Linked DNA regions of Mus musculus: region 1 is linked to region 2. The links are chromatin contacts, called in public HiChIP or PLAC-seq maps. All regions are on one chromosome and are shown on one strand. The core of a region is the stretch at or near the end of the contact, and the rest is flanking DNA. Distances in the headings are between cores, read along the strand shown. Region 1 has its middle 170 kb from the start of Il12b. Region 2 overlaps Adra1b (adrenergic receptor, alpha 1b).

Region 1 (5,086 bases), core at 1,878-4,377, 420 kb before region 2:
ACTCCAGGATAAGGGCTCTCCTTCCCATCTCACGTCCTCTCAGTTTCCTGTTGGTCTATTCTGCCTCCCTGCTATCACCCACCCATTGGTGGCATCCACTGGATCCATCACGACACACTGGCCACCCCTCAGTTGAAGGTCTGGGCTCGCACCCAGTTTGCAGCAAGGTGAATGATGACGGGCGCACTGTGAGTATCCATCTGATGCTGGCCTTTAGCATCTTGCTGTTTGGGAACTGGGATGCCACGTGCAGGACAACCGGCTCCAAGTCTTCTGCCCACTGTTGCCTTTGGCACTCGGGCCTCTGGAGGAGGGTTGCCTCGCCTGCATTCTTCAGGGCGGCAAAGAGGAGAGAAAACAGTGCTGCTCGTGCCAGTTTCGTGAGCTCCAAGGGAAAGAAACAGAAACAATAACATGAGTAAGAGCATCAAAATGTCGCTGAGAGCAGGGCAGGGAGCCTGGAGCCTTTGAAGCAGACTTTAGGAAGAAGCTGTTCCCAGATTGTTGCCTGAAGTTTTGTGTTGCGTCCGTGTAGTCTGTGTATCGAAGGGGGAGGGAACTTCACCCTTCGAAGGGTGGAGACAAGGTCGCTGGCGAAGGGCCGTGTGTGTGTGTGTGTGTGTGTGTGTGTGTGTGTAATTGTGACAAGACAGAAAGAGAAAGTAGTGATGTCGCCAAGACTTGTGGCGCCTGCCTGGATTCCCTGCTGCTTCAGAAGCTGAGACAGGAGGATTTCAGGCTCAAGGATTTCTTGGGCTTCAAAGTGAGTTCCTCTAAGGTCAACTTGGAAAATGTATCTAGGCCTGGCAAAAAAAAAAAAAAAAAAAAAAGATAGAATGGGGGGCTGGAGAGAAGGAAAGAATGAATATCAGCTGGATAAAGTGGTCCATGCCAATAACCCAGCACTGGGAGGTAGAGACAAACAGATCTGGAGTTCAAGGACAGCCTGTGCTGCAGGTGCTCATCCCTCGAAACTCTCAAAGAGCAACAACAACAAAAAGAGAGGCAACAGGATCAGAGGGTAAATGACTTGTGCTTTAAGAGTCTGAGTCCCACACAAATGCCAGACGGGGGCAGTAGTCTGGCCATCTCCAGCACTTGGAAAGCAACAAGGGATCCCTGGAGAGTGTTGCTCACTAGACTAGCTACATAAGGGAGCTCTGGGATCAAATGAGAAACCCTGTCTAGATGTGTAGGGTGGAGTGTGATCCAGGAAGATTTCCAGTCTCAGCCTCTTGGGACATCTGAGAGCACACACATACATGCTCACTATACGCACAGTCACAGGCAAAGAAAGAAAACAGAGTATATAGGGTCAACTTCAAAGATTCTTCTGTGTAGCGGGTGATGAAATCCTCTTTCTACCCATAGTTTCCCACTTTTGATGACTCTACTGGCTGGTTTTGTGTGTCAACTTGACACAAGCTGAAGTTATCACAGGGAAAGGAGCTTCAGTTGAGAAAATGCCTCCACGAGATCCAGCTGTAAGGCATTTTCTCAATTAGTGATCAAGGGGGAAAGGCCCCTTGTGGGTGGTGCCATCTCTAGGCTGGTAGTCTTGGTTCTATAAGAGAACAGACTGAGCAAGCCAGGGGAAGCAAGCCAGTAAAGAACATCCCTCCATGGCCTCTGCATCAGCTCCTCCTTCCCAAGCTGCCTGAGTTCCAGTCCTGACTTCCTTTGGTGATGAACAGCAATGTGGAAGAGTAAGCTGAATAACTCCTTCCTCCCCAACTTGCTTCTTGGTCATGATGTTTGTGCAGGAATAGAAACCCTGACTAAGACAATGATTCAGCATTATTCTGCAATATGAGGGATTAAATTTGTTTTGATGTATGAGACAGAATATTGAATGCCTTAGTTGGATTTAATTGTCCATGTGATATGGCCTACAGTCATCTGACAAGAGAGCCTCCCTTGAGGAATTACCTAGACAAGATTTACCATGGGTATGTCTCTTTGAATGGGTGTTTTCATTGTTGATTGGTATAGAAAGACCCAGTCCATTCTGAGTGTGCCATTTCCTGGTAAGATGGTCCTGGTTTGTCTAAGGAAGCTAGCTGAGCCCGAGCCTCTGAGCGAGTCAGCAAACAGTGCTCCTCCGTGGTTCCTGTCTTGAGTTCCTGCCCTGACTTCCTTCAGTGATGGACTATGACCTGGAAGTGTAAACTGAAGCAAACTGGTCCTTCCCCTAATTGGCTTTTGATCCAAGTGTATCATAACAGCAACAGAAATGAAACCTGAGCGTGAAGTTCAAACTGGCTCTAAGAATGAACAGAGATGTTATGATTTCAGCATGACGCTGCTTGACATTGTTGAGAACGAGGGGCATGATGGGAGGAATCAGGACACATGGAGTATGCAGGGCATACCGAAACCCTGGTCCACTCTTCCTCACTGCCGCCTGAAGGAGGTGGACAGTCCTCCTCCAAGGAAGTTCCTGCCATGGTGTGCTATGCTGCCAGAAGGGCAAAATGACGGAGAGAGTGTCCACAGACTCTGTGAACCAACAACAAACCTTTCTTCCCTGTCGATGTTTTAGCTTAGGTATTTTGTTACAGTCCTGGAAAGCTAAACACAAAAGCCCTGCACACAGTCATGCCTATATCTAAATAAAAGGGCAGTGACCTGCTTCCTTATAAAAAGCTCACCCTGCACTTAAAATCAAATCACGGCCAACGCACACATTACTGTGTTAGTATGAATCAGTACAGAAGTCGGTTAGAGTAAACCGTGTTTCCTTACACTTGCACCGCCCCCAACCTCATGGAAAGGGCAGCCAAAGTGACATAACTGAGGAAGGGCTTTATTGGACCTTTCCAATGTGGGTGAGAAAATACTCCTTTAAGGTCAGGAAAGCAAAAGAAGCTGTTGATACCTTGACTAATACTCCTTTTATCTACTGCTGCTTTAAAAAAGAAAAAAGAAAAAAGAAAAAAAAAAAAAAACAACCCAAAAAACACCCAAGAGCAACTGGCTCAAAACAGCAACATTTATTTTGCTCACGAATTGGCAATTTGGCCAGGATTCGGCCGGAACAGCACGTCTCTCAGCTGGGAAGGCTGGGCTGGAACCTCTCCGATTTTGCACAGTCACCCACCTCACAATTATATCTGGCTGTCAGCTGGGGCCTTCACTGGGGCTGTGGCCAGGACTCCTACTCTCTCCAGGGCTCTGATTTCCTCATGGTGGCCTGAGGCTAAGGGTGCTCATTTGGGGGAGAAGGCCAGGTGGAAGCCTTAGTGCCTCTTCTAGCCCAGCCTGGGGAGTCACTCCATATTACTCTTCATGCCAGCCATTAGCAGCATGTCCCCATGTGCCTTCATTTCCCTGGACTGCCACAATAAACTGCCACAGATTGGGTGGCTTAAGCATCAGATTGATTTTCTGTTCTACAGGCTGGAAGCCTGAGGTTAAGATTTCTTCAAAGGTCTCCTGGGTTTAGTTGTTAGGAGGCCATGTTCTCCCTAAGTCTCTACATGATCCCCAGGCACAAATTCTAATTTTATCCTTCTCCTCCCTTGGAAGACAGCAACTCAAGCACTCAACATTGACCAATAAACTTAGTAGATAAGGACAGGTGGGATGCGCCAAACCTTGAGGCTGTAGAATATTTTCTCGCCAGCATCCCAGTGACTGCTTAGCTTGGGGTAAGGTTTCTGATAGACTGTAGTCACTCTAGGCAGGAGGTAAACATGTCATTTTTAACTGAGTGAAAACAAGGCTTCCAAATATCTGCTTGTGCCAGTGGTGGTCATGCATGTCTGCAATCCCAACACTTGAGAGACAGAGGCAGGAGGATCAGGAATTCAGGATTATCCTGGGCTACATAGAGAGTGTGAGCCAGCCTGGCCTACAGTAGATCCTATCAAAACCACAAAAATAAACTAAGCATACCAAATATGGACAAATGACAGCTTGTGAGCACAGAACTCCAAGGAGTGTCAGATGTACTCCACACTGCCACCAAGAACTTCAGGAGTCCCATGCATGTAAAGTTGAAGAGCTTTGACAATGCCACAGAAAAGAATTTCAGGACAAGCCAGAGTGAAGAAAAGTTAGTGAGTTTATTTTGTAGAAATGAAATAGATAACACTTGAGAATTATGCACGGGCCAGGGGGAAGGGGGGATAGGGTGGGGGTATGGAGACCCTCATAAAATGGACAGCACTGTACAGGTGTATGCAAGGCATAGTGCAGGCTTCTGGGGAGAGAGTGAGCCACTCTTCAGTGTCTGAATAATAGCATTATACAAGATTTCATGGTTTTGGAAGTTATAGAACTAAAAGATTATAATTTACAACCAGGTTCAAGGATTAAGCCAAGTTCAAACATTTAAAAGAAGCTGGTTTACTCATTTTTCATCTCTTAAAAGAATTTACCTTTTAGAAATGAGATTTTAAGTTGTTTTATAAGGTTCATTATTCAGGTTTGGTGATGAGAGAAGAAGGTGGTTGTAAGGTTAAATTCCAAGGCCACAAACCTTCTGGCTTGGAGAAGTGTACTCCATGGGCTGCTTTCAAAAACCTTCTCTGAGCTATCTCCTGGGATAAAGACTCGAGTATTGGTCGGTGCCTTTGGATTTTGTCGGCCATGTTGACATCTTAACTCAAATCTAGCAAGCAATGCAAATCAGATCTCAGGGTGAAGGGTTCTATTCCTTTCCCATGATTCCCAAGGTTTTTCCATCTTGTTAACTGCTTTAGCATGATACACTAGTCCTTGGACTTGACAATGTGTGGTTTATTCTCCAAGCATCAGTGTTAGCCAGTGTTGGGTCTACCAGGGTAAATCTGGAATTAGGTGCCCAAGATACTTCAGTCTGCTCTTCCCTGCCTTGAAGGCCAGCAAGAAAAGCATGTGGCCACAGGGATAGATCAGCAGTTTCAAAAACCAACTCTTAGTGTTAATCCTCCCTGCCCATCTACCACGGGAATCCTAGTTTTTAACAAAGGCTCTTAGACATTAGAAGACACCAGTGATCTGGGAAACCATGGGTCGCATCCCAGGCTGCCTTGTTTGGTGATTGAAGAGTTTGCAACTTCCTAGAGAATGCTCATAACCATGGTCTTGGGTCCACACTTTG
Region 2 (4,997 bases), core at 2,356-4,855:
TGGAAACTGAAGTTCAGAGAGTGAGAAGTGTGTGAGGATCTCACAGTCAGATCTCTATCCAGATGTTAAGAGGTGCTATAGAGATGGAACTAGCAAAGGAATCACAACCCACACACACACACCAAGACACACACACACACACACCAAGACACACACACACTTTTACTTAGTAAAGTCTCAGGCGAATATTAGGTGCCTGTAAGCCTTAGTGAAGAAAGAAAAAGAAATAGGCCAGCCTTGACTACTTAGTAAGTACACAGTTAGCCTGAGTTGATCCTGCCTCAAACCAACTGCAAAACACATAAATAAAAACTCATTGGTGAAGTAGAGGGAGGAAGAGCAGCAGTTCAAAGCCTTGGCTGCTATATGAGACAGACAGACAGACAGACGGATGGACGGAAGGAAGGAAGGAAGGAAGGAAGGAAGGAAGGAAGGAAGGAAGAAAGGAAGAAAGGAAGAAAGGAAGAAAGGAAGAAAGGAAGAAGGAAGAAGTAGTGAGTTCCTTGTCATGCCCAGTTATATATATTTTGAGACCTGACTTTAAGAACTCAAAAGGGGAGCTGGGCAATGGTAGTACACTCTTTTAATCCCAACACTCAGGAGACAGAGGCAGGCAGATCTCTGAGTTCAAGGCTAGAATGCTCTACAGAAGAGTTCCAGGACAGCCAGGGCTACACAGAGAAACCCTGTCTGGAAAAAAACACGCACACGCACACGCACACACACACACACACACACAAAGAATGAGCTGATGAGCTATAGGGGACAGGGTGCTGAAAATCCAAGAAAGGCAACAGAGAAAGGCAGGGTGGGGCTAGCTTGGAGCTGTCCCGCAGGGATCTAGGAGACAGCATTCCAGGCATCAGACACCTCGGATACAAAGGTCCTAAAGTGGCTTTGTGTTTCAGGTGGTTGTCATATAAAATGGAAGAGTGGGGAGAGGCGGGGTAAGAAATTACAGATTGTGTCAGATAGGAAGGTGCCACAGACCTCTCCTAATGCCTAAGGTCATGATAAAGAGGTTTGAGTTTTCTCTAAAGAAAAGAGAGAAGTTTCTGGAGGGCTCTTGACAGATGAAACAACATAATCTGGCTTCTGTTCATGAAGACCTCATTGAACGAGGCATGGCTAGTGCCTGTAATCCCAGCATTTGGGTGGTGGAGGCAAGAGGATCATAAAATCATAAATTTGACACTTGTAGCCTGGGCTATACGAGGCACTGTGTGAGTTATGTCTATCGTTAGTGTGAGTAAATATCTGACAAAAAGACACTCAAGGGAAGGAGGGTCAGAGAGAGGGAGGGCTTGCTTTGGCTTACAGTTTGAGGGCACACATTCCTTCATGGAGAGAGGTGGAACCATGGTGGCAGGAATGTGCTACTGGGACTCTCCACCTTCTCACATCTTGGTGGAACAGGAAGTGATGATGAATATAAAGCCTCAAGGCCTACCCACATTGACCCATTTCCTCTAATAACTCTTCATTTCCTAAAGGTCCCACGGTCTTCCAAAACAATAACACTAACTGGTAAACAAGTGTTCAAACACATGTACCTATGAAGACCGTTTTACATTGAAACTACAATATAGACCTACTATCAAAAAAGAAACGTTAAAATGTGGTGACTAGGAATGTAGCAGAGATAGTAGTAGAGTGTTTATCTAGCATACACAAAGCCTCAAGTCTGGTCCCCGACACTATATAAACCAGATGTGTTGGTGCACATCTGTAATTCTAGCACTCTAGAGATAGAAGAAGGAGGATGAGAAACCAAAGATCAATTTTGCCTATGTGAGTTTGACCAACCTGAGCTATGAAAACTAAGAGGGCGGGGCAGGGGGGAAAGGAAAGGGCAGGGAAGGGGAGGGGAGGGGAGGACCACAAATGTTTCTTATAGGATAAAGGAAAATGGATGGTAGAGGCTTCAGAGCAGCTGCAAGACACTGTAGAAAAGGTACAAACAGAAGAGATGGTTCTTGAATAGAAAAATCTGGGTCACTAAGAAAAAAAAGCATGATCCAGGATTTGTGAGGAATTCCAACTTTTGTTTTTTCTTAGGTTAACTTTACATTGCAGTGGGAATACCTGCAGAAAAGCATGGTGGTTGTAGTATATCACGTTCAACAAGTGAACGCATCCCTATAAATAACACCCAAAATGAGACAGAAAAGGGTATCAATACCCCACAGTGTCCTCTTCAGGCCAACCTCTAGCATTACGGTGTATCTGCACAGGATTTGCTAAGACCTGAAAATCTGTTTTCCCCATCTTACTTAATCCATTCCCCCTTTTCTACGGTGAGAGCTGAATTTCCTCTCCTACAGGGATTTTCCTATACTGCCATCCAAAAGCATTTTAATTTTACATTCATTTATCTTATATTAAGACTGTCATATTAAAAAATACCAAATATGCTATTTTCAAATCTTGCATGAGATCCTACTCCAGGATTCTGTTTAGCCCTCTCTTAAGATTCAGAACTCATCCTTGTGGGTGGAACATACCAGAATCCCATCACTAAGGAAACCAAAGAAGGAAGTTAGTGAGTTCAAGCCTAGCATAGGCTACCCAGGAAGTTAAATGCCAGACTCAGACACCCCATGAGACCACGTTTCAAAAAACAAAATCAGAGCTCACATAGATGTGGCACAAACTCTGTTGATGGGGACCCTTGTCTAGAAGAATAATCAAAAACCAGGAACTCCATCAGCATGGGCAGTGAGCCTGAGACCCCACAAGCCTGAAACACAGATTGAAGACAGGATTGCAGGGCTCTCTTCAGAGGGCACGACGTGGGTGGGAAGTTAATATTTACACGGCCCTTATGGCATCCTCAGATGTGAGCTGGCTGTTTCTCTGTTATCTTATTAGTCTTCACAATCCTTTGAGGTTGATTTAATTCTCTTCATTCTACCAATAAGAAAACCAAGGTTCTGAAAAGTAAGATCATGGCCCCTGGTTCTCTGGGCTCACAAACAGCAAAGCTTACAACCATCTTTTTGGGCCCCCCAAAACCCATGCTCACATTACTCAACCAAAGCTACCTCTTGTGCGTTTCTTCCTTTGATCTGCACAAAACAGACTAGAAATGTAGGTCCCAATAATTAGCAGCTGCGATAAGTGTGATTTCCTCCAGTGCTTTCCATTTTCATTCTCTTTTTTGATACGTTGGCTTTCCAATTAACAGCAGAGCCATTCATAAATGCAGTAGGGAACCCCAGCTATGACTTTGCTTCCTTTCAGAGTGCAATGGCTCTTTAAGGCTGATGAAGTTTAATGCTTGCCGTAAATCCAGGAAAGGAATGAATGAGCACTATTTAAATTGTCCAAGCCTGGAATCGGACCACATGAGAGAGACAGGAGCTACTGCAATAGCACCATATTGCCTGTCACTGAGAGGAGCCAGCAGTTAGCAAGGCAATGCGGACAGACAACAGGGTCTTCTCAGGGAGGAGTCATGCTTTTTCGTTATCTGCAAGCTGGCACAAGCTGTTGCTGAGTTCTTTGGCTTTGCGTCATGAAAGGAGCTGATTTGATCAATTACACTGCTGCTGTCTAATTAGCAAGCATAGCCATGCTCCTGCATCAGTTTCACAGAGATTAAACTTGGAATCCTGACTGCAGGCCAGTGTCCACAGCTGAATGTCACAGTCCCTGATATCTTCAATCCATATGAGGTTCCCTAGAGTCATTACAATGACCCTCTCGCCCAGGGCTGGGGGTGCCTTTTCAAAGTCCAGCTAGCTGGAACTCTGCGGTACATGGTCTCACAACCCAGACAGTTTTGTGAAAGCCATGAAAGTGAAGGAGTCTTGCTTCCCCATGAGTAGCACCTACCACCTGAACAATGTTTTTTTTTTCCTTCTTGTTTGAAACCACAGCCATAAGGAAGCTGAGAATCAAGGGCTCAATTGCCCATCCCAGGCAATCAACAAGCCGCTACGTCCAAAACAAAATGGACAGCAAAATTCATTTACATTTCAACAAGAAAAGAAGGTACCACTCTCATTTTGTTGTGTGTGCATACTCACACTCATGCATGCACATGGGTGTGCTTACCCATGTCTGAATATATACGAAAGCAATGAACTTTGGATATTGCTCCTCAGGCATCATTCATCTGCCCTTAAAAAAAACAAAAACAAAAACAAAAACAAAAACAAAAAAAACAAAGACAGCTATATCAGGGTCCTTTCAGCAAGATCTTGCTAGTGTATGCAATGGTGTCAGCGTTTGGAGTCTGACTATGAGATGGATCCCCAGATATTGCAGTCTCTAGATGGTCTGTCCTTTCGTCTCAGCTCCAAACTTTGTCTCTGTAACTCCTTCCATGGGTGTTTTGTTCCCAATTCTCAGAAGGGGCAAAGTGTCCACACTTTGGTCTTCGTTCTTCTTGAGTTTCATGAGTTTCACAAATTGTATCTTATATCTTGGGTATTCTAAGTATCTGGGCTAATATCCACTTATCAGTGAGTACATATCATGTGAGTTCTTTTGTGATTGGGTTACCTCACTCAGGATGATGCCCTCCAGGTCGCTAAAGGGATCTGCAACCCTATAGGTGGAACAACAATATGAACTAACCAGTACCCCCCGGAGCTCGTGTCTCTAGCTGCATATGTACCAGAAGATGGCCTAGTCGGCCATCAGTGGAAAGAGAGGCCCATTGGTCGTGCAAACTTTATATGCCTCAGTATAGGGGAACACCAGGGCCAAGAAGTGGGAGTGGGTGGATAGGGGAGTGGGATGGGAGGGTATGGGGGACTTTTGGGATAGCACTGGAAATGTAAATGAAGAAAATACCTAATTTTTTAAAAAGACAGGATTTCTCCTTGGCCTCAAACTTACGAAGCAAGCTAGAATATCTGGGCAGAGAGCCCAAGGAGCCTAGGCATCCCGGAGCTGGAATTGCAACTGTGCATTCCCATGCCTAGATATTTTTTACATGAGTTCTAGGGGTTGAACTTAGGCTTTGGGACTTGCAAAGCAAGAATATT

Evidence for each region. HiChIP or PLAC-seq counts read pairs in DNA pulled down with a chosen protein or histone mark.
Region 1: a contact with region 2 is called in an H3K27ac HiChIP or PLAC-seq map of VIP interneurons, with 4 times the contacts expected there. The contact joins two enhancer-like sites. A contact is called at or near these places in 1 of 15 datasets of contacts at CTCF or cohesin (the NIH/3T3 cell line), 1 of 115 datasets of contacts at active chromatin or transcription factors (VIP interneurons) and 1 of 9 other capture datasets (embryonic stem cells).

What each region holds. Positions count from the first base shown.
Region 1 is chr11:44,228,187-44,233,272 of GRCm38.p6, reverse strand. No RefSeq gene overlaps it. Among named protein-coding and RNA genes, the nearest start is that of Il12b, 170 kb to the left of the region's middle. Within about 2 kb of position 3,127, at least 8 of the 459 cell types and tissues checked have an H3K27ac peak or open chromatin away from gene starts, as enhancers often do. A contact at or near this core is called in VIP interneurons, where this site is marked.
Region 2 is chr11:43,806,344-43,811,340 of GRCm38.p6, reverse strand. All of the region lies in intron 1 of Adra1b (adrenergic receptor, alpha 1b), which reads left to right. Among named protein-coding and RNA genes, the nearest start is that of Adra1b, 28 kb to the left of the region's middle. Within about 2 kb of position 3,605, at least 1 of the 459 cell types and tissues checked has an H3K27ac peak or open chromatin away from gene starts, as enhancers often do. A contact at or near this core is called in VIP interneurons, where this site is marked.